Linked DNA regions of Mus musculus: regions 1 and 2 are each linked to region 3. The links are chromatin contacts, called in public promoter capture Hi-C maps. All regions are on one chromosome and are shown on one strand. Each heading gives the region's core, a stretch centred on a gene start, on an enhancer-like site or on the middle of the called end of the contact. The rest is flanking DNA. Distances are from core to core; before and after follow the strand shown.

Region 1 (4,245 bases), core at 1,098-3,597, 230 kb after region 3:
TCTGCACCCAGATTACATCTAAGAGATACAGTCAACTATTACCATGGTTTTACCTGAAGAACTGAGGGCAATGAGGAGAGACGAGACAGAGGGCTTTCTCTGTACTTACTCTTGTACTGCAAGGCATTCAAAATTTATAGTTGTTTATATGTATGCATGTGTGTCTGTGCGGGGGTGCACAAGTGTGGGGTTGCAGGTGCACACATTCAAGAGTGTGGAGGCCCAAAGCAGATGTCTTTCATTGTTCTCCACTTTATATGCTGAGACAGGTTCTCTCAATTGAACCCATAGCGTGATGATTCTGCTAGGCTAGCCAGCTGGCTTGCTTCAGGCATCCCCTGTCTCTTCCTCCTGGCAAAGGGTGCTACGGATCTGAACTCCGGACTTCATGTGTAGCACATACTTTACACACTGAGCCATCTCTCCAGCCCCTTATGTAATTTTTTTCAGGAATATATACTCTTGTGATTTAAGAAGCCACTTTGGAAGCCATAGTAGGTACTGTGCTGTCCACAAAGGCTGTTGACCTAAGTTCCATCCCCAGAAGGAAGCCATGAAGAGGTGGGAGAAGAGAACTGACTCCACAGAGCTGTTCTCTGATTTCCACACTCATGCTGTAACATGTCTGTCCCCTCCCAGGCACACACATCACACACATTAACACAAAATAACAATAAACTACATTAAAATTGTACTTTAAACAACTCTAAACATAAAATGTTAGAGTCAGCATTTGGGTATTCTTAAGAGTAGGGAATACTGAGACCAAGCAGTTTCTAAAGCCCACCCAATACTTGTTTGTATATATACAGAGCTTGGTGGCTCAAGCTTGTAATCCTAGCACCCTGGAGACTAATGCAATTGGACTATCATGAAACTAGGGCCTGCTTGAACTATGTCGTAAGTTCCAGGCCAGCCTATTTGAGATCTTGTCATCAAACATAAACAATGACAAAAGGCAAACCTATTCAGAGGGGTGCAGTTCAGTAAACACAAATAAGAATATAACATCAACAACACACTTGTTTGTGTAAACTGGACATGGTGGCCATACCCAGCACTGTGGCGGTTATGGTAAACAGCGTGCCACTGGGCAGAACTCAGATGTGGGGTAGAGACTGCCAGGCAACCTGTCTCCAACTAGAATGAAGCAGTAACGTGGGAGGCACACCCTGTATGGGGTTCCAAGTGGAAAACCCCACTAAGTACAAGCCACATACAAGCAAGAAGAAAGCACATCCCTGAGACTGGCAGCTTTCAGGACTGCAGTGGGCAAGAAAGAATGAAGTCTATGTGTGCCAGGGACAGAGAAGAGTAAATGCCTGCACCCAAGATTCACCCAGGACACACACATGCATACAAGCAACAGAGAAAGTCAAAGGCCCAAGTCAGATGGCAGGGGCCCAGCATTTGCCAGGCAGAGAGCAGCAAGACCTTAGAAACGTAGAAATAAGTAACCAGGGAAGTGTCTGTCTATGAGGCAGTGGCTGCAGGCGGGCACATGGCAAAGCCAGGGATGGTGGCTTGGGTGGAGCCAGCACCTATCCAAGGGCTAGTCCCCAACCAAGTCAGAGAGGTGTTTTCCTCTAGCTGTGCAGGCCATGGGGTGATGCTGTCAGATCCCCTGGATAAGAATGAGGGTCAAAGTGTGTAGCTGGATCATCCAGTTGGCGAGCATTTGGTGTGGAGGCTGTTGCCATGGTTCTAAGAAGGGATGAGACTGGGAGGTGAGCTTTGCTCCCTGGGTGGGAGGCCAGGGAAGGATATTGTCAGCAGCTAAGAGTGCCACTCAAGGCTCCCATTGAACTGCCCCCTTGCAAGTCCCCTTGATGGGAGGTGCAAGTCCCTTCTGGTTAGTGTCTGGTCTGCTCTGCTGGAATCTCTGTACATTTTCTTTCCACTCAACCTCCAGACAAGAAGCAAAAACACAAAAAGACACTACTGCCAGCAAAAGAAGTGGAAGGGCAGGAGGGTCTAGAATTCAAGGCCAACCTTTGCCATGAAGTGAGTCTGAAGCAAGCTTGGGGAACCCAAGAACCTATCTACAAGAAAAAGAAAAGGGAGAGTGGGCACTCCTCTCCCTTCATGTCCTGTCACTCTCATATTTTTTTTATTAAGATTTAATCTTTATCCTTCTTCTTTCAGCCACTCTTGCAGAAGAACAATTCCTAAGGGTCCCTTCCAAGTGTTTTCTCTTCCCCAAATCTCAGTTTTCAATTCCTCCCACTTGCTCTGCAAGGGTGCATTCTCACTCTGAGTTCCCAGGCCCCTAAAAGGTGGTTGACACTCTTTGGTGGGGACTTTGGGTGACATCATATCCTCACATAGGAAATCAGCTCTGTCTGCAGCTGGCTAAAGGAGCAGTTTCCCCGACCCTACACGCCTCCCCCACCGCACCTCCTCCGCCCTGTTCCTGGGCCCCTCCCCTAGAGCCCTAGCTTGACCTAAGCTGCTTGCTGGTGGAGAGCACACCATGGCCTCACCGTTGACCCGCTTTCTGTCGCTGAACCTGCTGCTGCTGGGTGAGTCGATTATCCTGGGGAGTGGAGAAGCTAAGCCACAGGCACCCGAACTCCGAATCTTTCCAAAGAAAATGGACGCCGAACTTGGTCAGAAGGTGGACCTGGTATGTGAAGTGTTGGGGTCCGTTTCGCAAGGATGCTCTTGGCTCTTCCAGAACTCCAGCTCCAAACTCCCCCAGCCCACCTTCGTTGTCTATATGGCTTCATCCCACAACAAGATAACGTGGGACGAGAAGCTGAATTCGTCGAAACTGTTTTCTGCCATGAGGGACACGAATAATAAGTACGTTCTCACCCTGAACAAGTTCAGCAAGGAAAACGAAGGCTACTATTTCTGCTCAGTCATCAGCAACTCGGTGATGTACTTCAGTTCTGTCGTGCCAGTCCTTCAGAAAGGTTTGGAAGTGGAGGTTCCCGTCTCCTGGGTTTTAGGGGTCACATCTGAACAAGTTTCACGCAGATTCCCTCTTCTTAAATCTCTTGGGGCCTCTTGGAGGTGATTTCTATACTGTCCCCATTTTACAGACCAAAAAGTTGAGGCTGAGGTGCTGGGTGGGATTGGAAGTGATTTTTAAACGCCCTGGATCTGGGCTGGAGTCTGGATGCACGTGTGATCCTGCCCCTGTTGGCTCCAGGATAGAATTTTGGTATTGACTCCAGCTTTGGGTTGGTGGAGGGCCGCAGTCGCTTAGCTGCTGGATCTGATCTAGGCACATTGGCCCCAAATCACACTTGGCTCCGCGTGTGCGAGCAGCGGAGTAGCCCAGCACGTATCCAGGGGTTCCTTCTTCCTCTAGTTAAAAGCTAGGAAACGGCTCCTTCTTGGGTAAAGGCTAAGTGGAAAGGGGCTGGTGCATCCACAATTCCAGCTTGACCCGCAGGCACCCTATTGCTTTTGCAGTGAACTCTACTACTACCAAGCCAGTGCTGCGAACTCCCTCACCTGTGCACCCTACCGGGACATCTCAGCCCCAGAGACCAGAAGATTGTCGGCCCCGTGGCTCAGGTTAGGTGCTCTCAAGCGATTGAGATAAGCAGATAGCCTGGGGTGGAAAATCCTGATCTTGGAGGGAGACCTGGACCGGGAGACGTGCTGGGGGCAGGGTTGGGGGCTGTCCCAGAGGGTTTCTAAATTCCATTCATTCGGATCTTGTCAGTGAAGGGGACCGGATTGGACTTCGCCTGTGATATTTACATCTGGGCACCCTTGGCCGGAATCTGCGTGGCCCTTCTGCTGTCCTTGATCATCACTCTCATCTGCTACCACAGTAAGTTCTGGGGAGTTCCCCCCATCCAGCCCCCCACCCACCCCCCCACCCCACCCCCGCCAAGAGACTGCTTTGTGCTCCAGGAGGAGTCTGCACTTTGTGCCTGCTCCAGACAGCCCTTCAGGGAGATTACTTTTAGGTTGGGGAAAAGGGGGAGGGCGTTCCAGCTGACCTATAGGACCAGTGTAGTGGGTTCTTTCTTGAAGGCAGGAGACAGGTATACCACCCCACTGCTCTTTCCACCCTCTGGGAACTTTTCAGAACAGAGCCCTGTTCCAGGATCCCCAAGAGCAGCCAAATCAGCAGTTAGCACAGCCAGGATAACTTAAGCACACTAAGGAGGGGTTTACATAGCCCTGAGACCAGGGCCCAAGAAGGCTGAGTCACAACCATGACTGGCTTGAGATTTGCCTTAATCCCACCTCACAAACCATTCACTCCTCTGAGTCTATACA
Region 2 (4,588 bases), core at 1,897-4,396, 240 kb before region 3:
TTAGTATTGGGAGCTGAGGGATTTAGAAGCAAGGTAGAACACCAGTCATGAGTTCTGATTCCCCTGATAAGTTGCCCCCACCCTCGGACACAGACCAGGTGATGGGCGTGTTACATTCTTTAGATGGTCAGGTGGTCTCGAATATGCACTTCTCTCTCTCTCTCTCTCTGTCTCTCTCTCTCTCTCTCTCTTCACAGGACAGCAGCACCTTTTAGAGAGTCATATCCTCTTTATTTCTTTTCTAAAAATCATATAATTCTTTTGGCTTTTTCTCCCTTCTCTGTATATACTCACTGTGCTTTTTATTATTATTATTATTTTCCCAGCCTTCCAACATATTCTTCACAATGGATGATGTGGTCAAGGTTGGGGACTTTGGACTGGTGACTGCTATGGACCAAGATGAAGAAGAGCAGACTGTACTGACTCCAATGCCAGCCTATGCTACGCACACGGGACAAGTAGGGACCAAGCTATACATGAGCCCAGAGCAGGTGAGTCTTTCCGACTTTAGATAGTTAGGCAGTGCCTAATGAGGCTTTTCCCATGGTCTTGGTACAGTGCCCAGCCATACATAGCCTGAAAATTATGAAAGCAATTCTGCCCCAGTGAGAAAATACAACCATGAAACATGCTGTCACCTCTGAACCAGACCTAAAAAGAGACTTTGAGAGCCACACATTGTGGCTCATGGCAGTAATGCAAGGAGTCGGGAGGCTGGAGCAGGAGGATTGCCATGAGTTCAGATCCAGCCTAGGTTACAAAATGAGGCCTGTCTCAAAAACCCAAAGAGAAAAAAAGATGGGATGTGGGTAAGGAAACACACAGATCACGTAACACATCGACAGTGTGTTAATAAAGAAATGAAAAATACTGAAATTTATAGAAGTTTTCAAATTTCTATTTGGACTTAAGTGTGTTTCTGTTTGTTCTGGTTCTGAGGCAGGGTCTCTTGTAGCTTGGCCCTTGAACCCTCCACCCCCTGCTTCTGTTTCATACCTTTGTTTGTTATGTGAGACTTCTCTGCTTCTCTGCGTAAGAATGGTTGTGGGTTTTGCTCAGGGGGAGGAGAGGAGCCACAGGGTAGCAAGCAAACCTACAATAAAACAGCATCTCCAGATTGATTTTAATAGTTTAAAATAAAAGCAATTAAGTTTCTCTAGCAAATCTACTTAAGAGGAAGAGAAAAAAAATTAAAAGGTTGCTGCAGAGATTTAGGAGTCACAGAGAAAGAGAGAAATCAGGTGGCCTAAGTAATTGGGTTGGCTTTCTCAGTGATGGAGTTAAGACTTAGTGAAGGAAAAATAAAAATGTTCTAAGTAGGCAGAGGCAGGCGGATTTCTGAGTTTGAGGCCAGCCTGGTCTACAGTGTGAGTTCCAGGACCGCCAGGCTACACAGAGAAGCCCTGTCTCAGGGGGAAAAAAATAGATTCAAACCATTATTTTCCTTGAAAACTACTTCTAACTACATTATGCAGTGCATAGTGATTAAAATACAACTAGAATTCCCATTTCCCAACCCCATCTCAAACCAGGGATCTGCAGTCTCAACTTTTTTTTTTCCTTTTCTTTTCTTTTTTTTTTGAGACAGGGTTACTCTGTGTAGCCCTGGCTGTCCTGGAACTCACTTTGTAGACCAGGCTGGCCTCGAACTCACAGACATCCAGCTGCCTCTGCCTCCTGAGTGCTGGGATTAAAGGCGTGTGCTAGCACTTGCTTTCACTTTTAACAAAGTTCACCTTTTCGGCCTTCAGATGTAGTTGGTGCCAGGCATACTCTAGCTACTGCCTGTCCTGCTGCCCTCTCGTGGGATACGCAACGAACTGCTCTTCAAAGCTCAATAAAAGGTCTCTTCAAGTAGCTCAGTCTCCACAAATTCATGCAATCAAAATAAATATGTGGGGGCTGGGGAGATGGCTTAGCCATTGAGAGCACTGGCTGCTCTTCCAAAGGACCCTGGTTCAATTCCCAGCATCTGCATGGCAGCTTACAGCTATAACTCCAATTCCAGGGTATCTGACACAAACACACATGCAGGCAAAACACCAATGAACATAAAATAAAAATCCAAAACTTTTAAGTCTCAATTTTTACAATCCAGTAACATGTTAATAATTCTTTCTCCTTATATATTAATCTTTCTTCTTTAAAAGGAATGGGAAAATATAGGAATATATAATAAAGAAAAAGGCGTTTACCAAAAATAAGTATAAAATTTCCAGCTGTGTACATGCATGCACACATATCTTATATGTAAATATATCTTTTTATATCTTTTAATATTATATATAAATTGTTATGTTGGAAACCAAAGTTGGAATTTTGTTTCATAGTTTTCGATCAGTATTCACATGTGACCATTCATGAGTTCTTGGACATCCTCAGACAGATGTGAAACATACATGCAGTTCAGATTGCTCAATGTTTGTTTTGAACACTAAAGTTAATGTCAGTTTTGCTGGGAGGCCAGTCACTTGGATAATTGGCCCAGCATCTCTGTTACATCTTCATCGACTCTGCCATGGACAGGATTCCATTCATTCAACTGTGAATGAGTCAGTTTACATTGCCCAAATATTGTATGAGGGTATCTTTTTCCCCCGTACCTATGTTGCCAGTGTCCTTGGACATTTTCTTTGAAGGCTTCCCAAGCCACAGAGGGAGGCAAGGGACAGTGCTATAGGTTGCAGTAATCACTTTAGATCATAGTATGGTGGGTACATACCTGATACAGTCAGTGGAACTTTGCACCTGCTATTTTGTGAGCAGAAGCCAGCCTGCATAGAAGGAACCAAAGAGGCAGATAGCTAGAGTGATGTGGAGGAGAGGGGGTGATGGCCTCCGTCCTGTCACCTGTTTCCTCTCCCCCTCCCCCTGGTACAGCAGTTTTGAGGTGAGCCAGTTCCAGGGCTGTTTACCTGTAGTCAAGTAACTGGCCTAAGGAAATGTTCATAAATAAAAGGGCTCTCCCAAGGCTCCAGGACTTCGCTTTGCATTTGAATGGGGCTTTCCTTAATAGAGCAGAGCAGATGTGATTCTTTGCCCTGTGGTATCAGGTATTTATTGAGGGCCTGCTCTGTACTTAGCCCAGTGCTGAATGATGGGAAGGGAACACAAAAGCAGCAGGTCTCTTCCCTGCCAGGACTGGGAAGGCACAAAAAATATGCACATGAAAAATAGGGCTGTGCATGCAGAGCAGTCTGCAATTAAGTGCGTAATGAAGGCTCCCCGGTTGATTAGTGGCTTGCAGTAATGACCGACTTCAGGACTCCGGTGATTAGAAATGAGATTGGCTTCAGATAGTGTCGCTTTGAAAAGCTTCACCTCAGGGGGCCTGAGCGGCCCTTACAGACTCCAGAGCACCAGGCTCCGAGTTTCTGCCCTTCGTGCTGATGCATATCTCTCTGGAGCCTTACCTGGGCTTTCCCTCTGTGATGCTTAGTGCTGTAATTACACCTGCCCACATCGAAAGAGGGCAGGAGAGGGACTTAGAGATTAACTCTTTGCTCATACCCAGAGGTAACTGAATCAGCTCAGGGCCCGTGATGCTGCGTAGGAACTGAGCCATCTCTGTGTGAATACTCTAATGATATGCTCCCTCTGGGGCAATTTTTTTTTTAACATATCTTTATGCTATTTCAGATTCATGGAAACAACTACTCCCATAAAGTGGACATCTTCTCTTTAGGCTTGATTCTGTTTGAACTCCTCTACCCATTCAGCACCCAGATGGAACGAGTCCGGGTAAGTGCGTCTCAGGCACCCATGAGGACGGGCAGAGGGATTACTTACAATTTACAAGAGTTTTTTGGTGGTTACGTTTCTTCTTTTTTAAACTTTTAACTACGCATGTGTGCGCGTGCGGTTGTGTGAGAGTGCAGGTATGCCCTGATGTCGGAGGCTTCAGATGCCCCTGGAGTGGAGTTGCATGCAGTTCTAAGCTGCACAGCTGAACTCTCCAGCGCCATTAAGTTTATTCTCGATGCCATTAGACAGTTAAACTAGGAGCAAAAGGGACCCAGTGAGCAACAGGATTATTCTAGATGTTCTGTTGGTATCAGTTCATCATCACCTTAACAGTAGTTTGCATTTGGCAACCTTGTGACCACTGCAGAGCCAGAGGGAGCTGGGAGGGTAACGTGAGTGAGGGCAGGAAATAGTGCCAGTTGGATGGAGGAAACCCTATGGAGGACAAGTGGTCATGCAGTCACAGACAGATGCTGGCAGATGGCACACGGCTAGGTTTTCCAAACATCATGACCGTAGGTTTTCAGTCAGACAGTACTAGTTGGGTATGGTACTGCAACCTTTAATCCCAGCACTTGGGAGGCGAAGACAGGGCAGATCTCTGTGTGTTGGAGGCTGGCTTGGTAAACAGAGCAGGTTCCAGGCCAGTCAAGGCTACCAGCTACCGAGTGAGCTCTGTCTAAGCAAAATAAGAGATCCACTCAAGCAAAGAATCAAGAATCAAATTTGTGGATTAATCAGTTCATCAAAGACACTGGGAAGAAAGTGAAAAGTTTGGGGCTAGAGAGAAGGCACAGAAAGCCCTTGCTGTTCATTCAGAGGACAGGAGTTCAGTTCCCAG
Region 3 (4,442 bases), core at 452-2,951:
TCCCCTGACCCTGGAAATGGAGCCCAGGCCTATCCTAGGCAATTACTCTGCCACTAAGCTCCACCTCCAGGCCTGAAGTTGTGGCTTCCTCCTCCAGGTCTGTGACACTTGTGGGTCCACAGTGAGCTGACACACACCACTCTGCTGCCTACAAATGCACGTGCATTCAGCTTAGAAGCAAGGCTGTGCTAAATTATCAACCAGGCAGGTCCCACCTTTTGACATTGCAACATAACTTTGCTATCTACAAAGTTCAGGCCTCAGAATGGTGCCATCAAGTTATAAGAGCAAGAGATACATGAAATCACATAATGTTTTAAGTAAGCTTAGAATTTTGTTTTGGGCCTCCCTATTCATAGCTATTCTCAGTCACATGCATTAGACATGCCTGAAACCAAGAATATTATCAAATAGAACCAGGGTGGATAATGTAATGCTGGGCAATGGGTATAAACAGAAATGACGTTAGGAATCTGGGACACAGGAATCAGCCCACATAGGAGTCCATGACATGGGACATAGGCACAGCTGCTCAGAAGGCAGAAGCAGGGCCAGGAGGTCAAAGGCTTAGCAGTGCCTTCAGTAACTGCAGGGAGTTCTGGAATGCTGTGAACAACGTTAGAGCAAACTGCCCTGAAATCCTTGCTGCATAAGGATTCTGGACCTGACTAAAGGAAATGCAGCCAGGGAGTTCTACTGATCAAAGGGCTGGGGGTGCTGGGACAGGGCAGAAGCAGGTGGAGCTATGAGGAACATTTTTCCAAAGCCCTGTCCTTGGTCCTCGGTAGAATGGACCACATGATACCCGGGCACTGAGGTGGGGATTCTGCAACCCAAGAAAGACATGAACAAGGCACAGAGGTGAAGAAAGCCCGGCTTGAGCTAAGCATGTGCCAGAATAAGAAGATGGCTTGATTAGCAAACAGTCCCAAGCTTCTCACAGGATTAAGGGCTGTCGGTCGGTTCTGAAAGATCACTTCAAGGGACAGCGCAGAAAAAGCTACAAGAAACAGCTAACGACTTTTTTTTTTTTTTTTTTTTTAAGACTGTTGTGTCAGGGCTCTGGACTCAGATCTCCGCTGTACTTTACTGTGATAATTACTTTTTGGAACGTTTCTGGATTTTATTCCAGAGCGGAGACAGGGCAATAACCACGATAAATAATAACAGTAATCCCGCCTTTGGGGCGGGATTCGGCGCGGCGGTAGCGGAGGTGGGGAGGCATGGAGTCTCGCCCCTAGTGGTAGATCACTACTCCTGGATTGGAGTTTAAAGCAAGGCCTGGGAGGGCGGGCGGTGTACACCCGCTGGCGAGCTCGCCGAACCCTAAGACCCCATCCCTACCCTCTGAACACAGCGCACTGTCCTGAGTTTCCGGGTTACTCCCACACTGCCGAACCCTGGCTGCAGGAGAAAAACATGAGAAATCCTCCACCCGCGCGGGCTGCTAGGGCTATTGGGGCTGCTGCCATCCTAAGGCCCCAGCTGGCTTTAAAACGGTGGCCCGGAAGCCAAGCTGAGCTACGGGACCAGGACAGCAGCCAGAAATCTGACGTGTCACCGTGGAGAGCGCGGGGTGGGGGGCACGCAGCAGAGAACTGGGCGAGGTTACCGTAGGGGCGCGGAGCTGCCTGGAGACCCGAGTCCAGTGGGCGACGCGCACAGCTCTGACTTCCCTGAGCCGGAGGTTCTGAGTTTAAAGCCAAAGCTGGGGAGGAGCTCCTACAGAGGGCGGAGGAGGGGGAGTGGAGAAGGGACTTCGGGGAGGGGTAGAAGACAGAGCTTGGAAGACAGGAGTAGGGGGGTCGGGTGGGGGACAAGGCAGACACCGGAACACTAGCCTTTGTGTTCAATGAGTGCCTTTCAGACTCTGGATTCTCTTTTAGACTCATGATCTTCGCTGAGACTCGATAGAATAAAAGACGGTGACATTTTGTTCTGTTTTTATTTGTTTGTTTACTTATTGAGAGACCTGTCTCTATGTAGCTCTGGCCACTCAGGAGATTGTATGTAGAGCAGGCTGGCCTTGAACTCACAAAGAGATCTGCCTGTCTTTGCACATCCCTTTCCTAACTCCTCCACCGAGTGCTGGGATTAAAAGCTTTGTTTTGTTTTTAGATGAGAAATCAGAGGGCAATGTGGGAAGAAGGACTTAGCCTTCCACCATTCCATCCTTTGGCTTTCAGGATTCTGGTTTACATAAATCCAAGAGCCTGTGCTAAAATCCACCAGATGGGTGCATCATTTAGCTAAAAAATTCTTAATAGAACAATACTATCTATAGAAGCGTAAGTCTGACTCAGTTTCCCCCTCCCCTTCCTTTTCTCTATGTTCTCCCCCCTTCTTCATGGAAGCTGGTTATACAGTAAAGGATGATCTTGAAGTCCCGATCTTCCATCTCCATCTCCTGAGTGCTGACATTACAGACTTGTGTTACCAACGGCTTATGCTGGGAATCGAAGCAGAACTTTGTGTGGGCTCGGCAAGCACCTTACCAGTGGAGCTGCAGTCTCAGGCCCTAATTTATTTTTCAGGGAGGGAAAAAAGCAAGAATTTGGGGTATTTTTTTCTCCAAACATGATCAAATGTCCCAGGATTTACATTCACGCTCCAAGATAAACATAGGTTTGAAGATGGACCAGACAAGTACAGTCTAAGATTTATTCTTAGCCCTGGCCTTGGCCTGGTCTTTGCCTGTCTCCTTCCTCCTCCTGAGGCCTGTGCTTATTCAAGTTGCCTGCCGTCTAGTCCTCCCCTACACAGGCCATCCACTAGGCAACAGTGTGTGAAGCTGCCCCTGAGTAGCCAGCTCAGTCTCCTGGTAGAAGGCACTGAGAGACTGTCCCTGCTCAGGATATGGGATAGGCCTTCTGAGTACAAAATGGGCCAGGGACTTGCCATAGAGTTGACAGAGGTCAGAGGCACCAACCTATTGAGGGATACAGGTCAGCCATGGACCTTCTCCAACGTGTTTCTGTACTTTCCATGAGGTGCATTTAACCATTCAGAAGCCAGGAAAACTGGGACTCACAAAAGTCAGCAGTGTTTGTTACAGTGTTCCCAAAGAAATCGCATCCAAGGACAGCCTCCCTGCCTGGCTCAGGCAGGCCTACAGGACAGCACCACCCTGGGGCCCAGAGGGAGCCCAAAGTTCTTCTGTGAAGTGTACTTTGACTTCTCACCAAGGAGAGGAGCTAAAGGCTGGAGACAACTAAGTTAATCATTAGGGGTTACTGCCTCTGGGGTGTTCAAGACAGGAACTCCAGGAAGAAGGCTGGACTTTGAGAGCAGGCTGCACAGTAAACTGTAGTATTCATATTCTATATTGGAGCCATAAATGAGTTTCTTCCATTTTTCTTGTCTTTTATCTATCTATCTATCTATCTATCTATCTATCTATCTATCTATCCATCTATTTATTAAAATGCAGTAATAATATCAAATAGTCAGACTAGAGCTGGAGACGGGAGCAGTTCAAAACACTGGTTGCTCTTCTGGAGTTCAGTTTCCAACACCCACGAGGCAGCTCACAACCATCTGTAATTTTAGATGAAGGGGACCTAACTCCCTGTTTCGACCTCCATCAGTATCAGGCATGCAAGCATACCTGCAGGCAAAACACTCATACACATAAAATAATAAAAAATAAAAATATATTCTGACTAAGGCATTCTTTTTTATTGTTTATTTTATTTATTTACATTTCAAATGTTATCTCCCTCCCCTGTCCCTCCTCTGCAAACCCCCAACCTCTCCCCCTCCCCCTGCTTCTATGAGGGTGCTCCCCCACCTATCCTCTCACTCCCACCTCACCGCCCTAGCATTCCCCTACACTGGGGCATCACGCCTCCACAAAATCAAGGGGCTCCCCTCCCATTGATGCCAGATAAGGCCATCCTCTGCTATATATACTGCTGGAGCCATCAGTCCCTCCAACTGCATCCGCAACTGTATTGGTTAGGCTCTGGCAGAGCCTCTCAGGAGACAGCTATACCAGGCTCCTGTCAGCAAGTGCCTCTTGTCATCAGCAATAGTGTCTGGGGTTGGTGTCTGGAGATGGGATGGATCCCTAGGTGGGGCAGTCTCTGCATGGCCTTTCCTTCAGTCTCTGATTCACTCTTTGTCCCTGCATTTCCTTTACACAAGAGCAATTCTGGGTTAATATTTTTGACATGGGTGGATGGCCCCATCCCTCAACCGGGGCTGTGCCTAACCTCTGGATATGGTCTCTACAGGTTCTCTCTTCCCTTTGTTGGGTATTTCAGCTAATGTCATCTCCACTGGGTCCTGGGAGCCTCTTGCTTTCCTAGCATCTGGGACTTTCTAGTGGCTATCCCAGTTCCCCATCCCCCACTGCTACAAACCTCCATTCAATTTCCTGACTCTCCTTACTTCTTCCCAGTCTCCTCCCACACCTGATCCTGCCCCAGTTTTCCCATCCC

The links. Promoter capture Hi-C pulls out the DNA fragments that hold promoters and counts their contacts.
Region 1: a promoter capture Hi-C map of stem cell-derived epiblast-like cells shows a contact between it and region 3, with 4 times the contacts expected there. The contact joins the promoter of Cd8a here to the promoter of Thnsl2 in region 3. A contact is called at or near these places in 17 of 39 promoter capture datasets (the 3T3-L1 cell line, 3T3-L1-derived adipocytes, the C10 cell line and 9 more), 5 of 484 Hi-C or Micro-C datasets (the CH12 cell line, bone marrow-derived macrophages, embryonic stem cells and 2 more), 9 of 115 datasets of contacts at active chromatin or transcription factors (bone marrow-derived macrophages, double positive thymocytes, effector CD8 T cells and 4 more) and 5 of 9 other capture datasets (adipose tissue, embryonic stem cells, liver and 2 more).
Region 2: a contact with region 3 is called in a promoter capture Hi-C map of embryonic stem cells, with 3 times the contacts expected there. The contact joins the enhancer-like site here to the promoter of Thnsl2 in region 3. A contact is called at or near these places in 1 of 39 promoter capture datasets (embryonic stem cells), 2 of 484 Hi-C or Micro-C datasets (the CH12 cell line and cortical neurons), 2 of 115 datasets of contacts at active chromatin or transcription factors (differentiating embryonic stem cells and embryonic stem cells) and 2 of 9 other capture datasets (adipose tissue and pancreatic islet).

The regions. Positions count from the first base shown.
Region 1 is chr6:71,371,080-71,375,324 of GRCm38.p6, forward strand. Cd8a (CD8 antigen, alpha chain) reads left to right here and starts at 2,348. Exons shown (of 5, transcript NM_001081110.2): 1 at 2,348-2,918; 2 at 3,424-3,528; 3 at 3,680-3,790. The coding sequence starts at 2,474. RefSeq lists a cis regulatory region at 1-831.
Region 2 is chr6:70,896,590-70,901,177 of GRCm38.p6, forward strand. It overlaps Eif2ak3 (eukaryotic translation initiation factor 2 alpha kinase 3), which reads left to right. Exons shown (of 17, transcript NM_010121.3): 14 at 327-494; 15 at 3,643-3,744. Among named protein-coding and RNA genes, the nearest start is that of Tex37, 20 kb to the right of the region's middle. Within about 2 kb of position 3,147, at least 9 of the 459 cell types and tissues checked have an H3K27ac peak or open chromatin away from gene starts, as enhancers often do. A contact at or near this core is called in differentiating embryonic stem cells and embryonic stem cells, where this site is marked.
Region 3 is chr6:71,142,679-71,147,120 of GRCm38.p6, forward strand. Thnsl2 (threonine synthase-like 2 (bacterial)) reads right to left here and starts at 1,702. Exons shown (of 9, transcript NM_001033929.2): 1 at 1,613-1,702.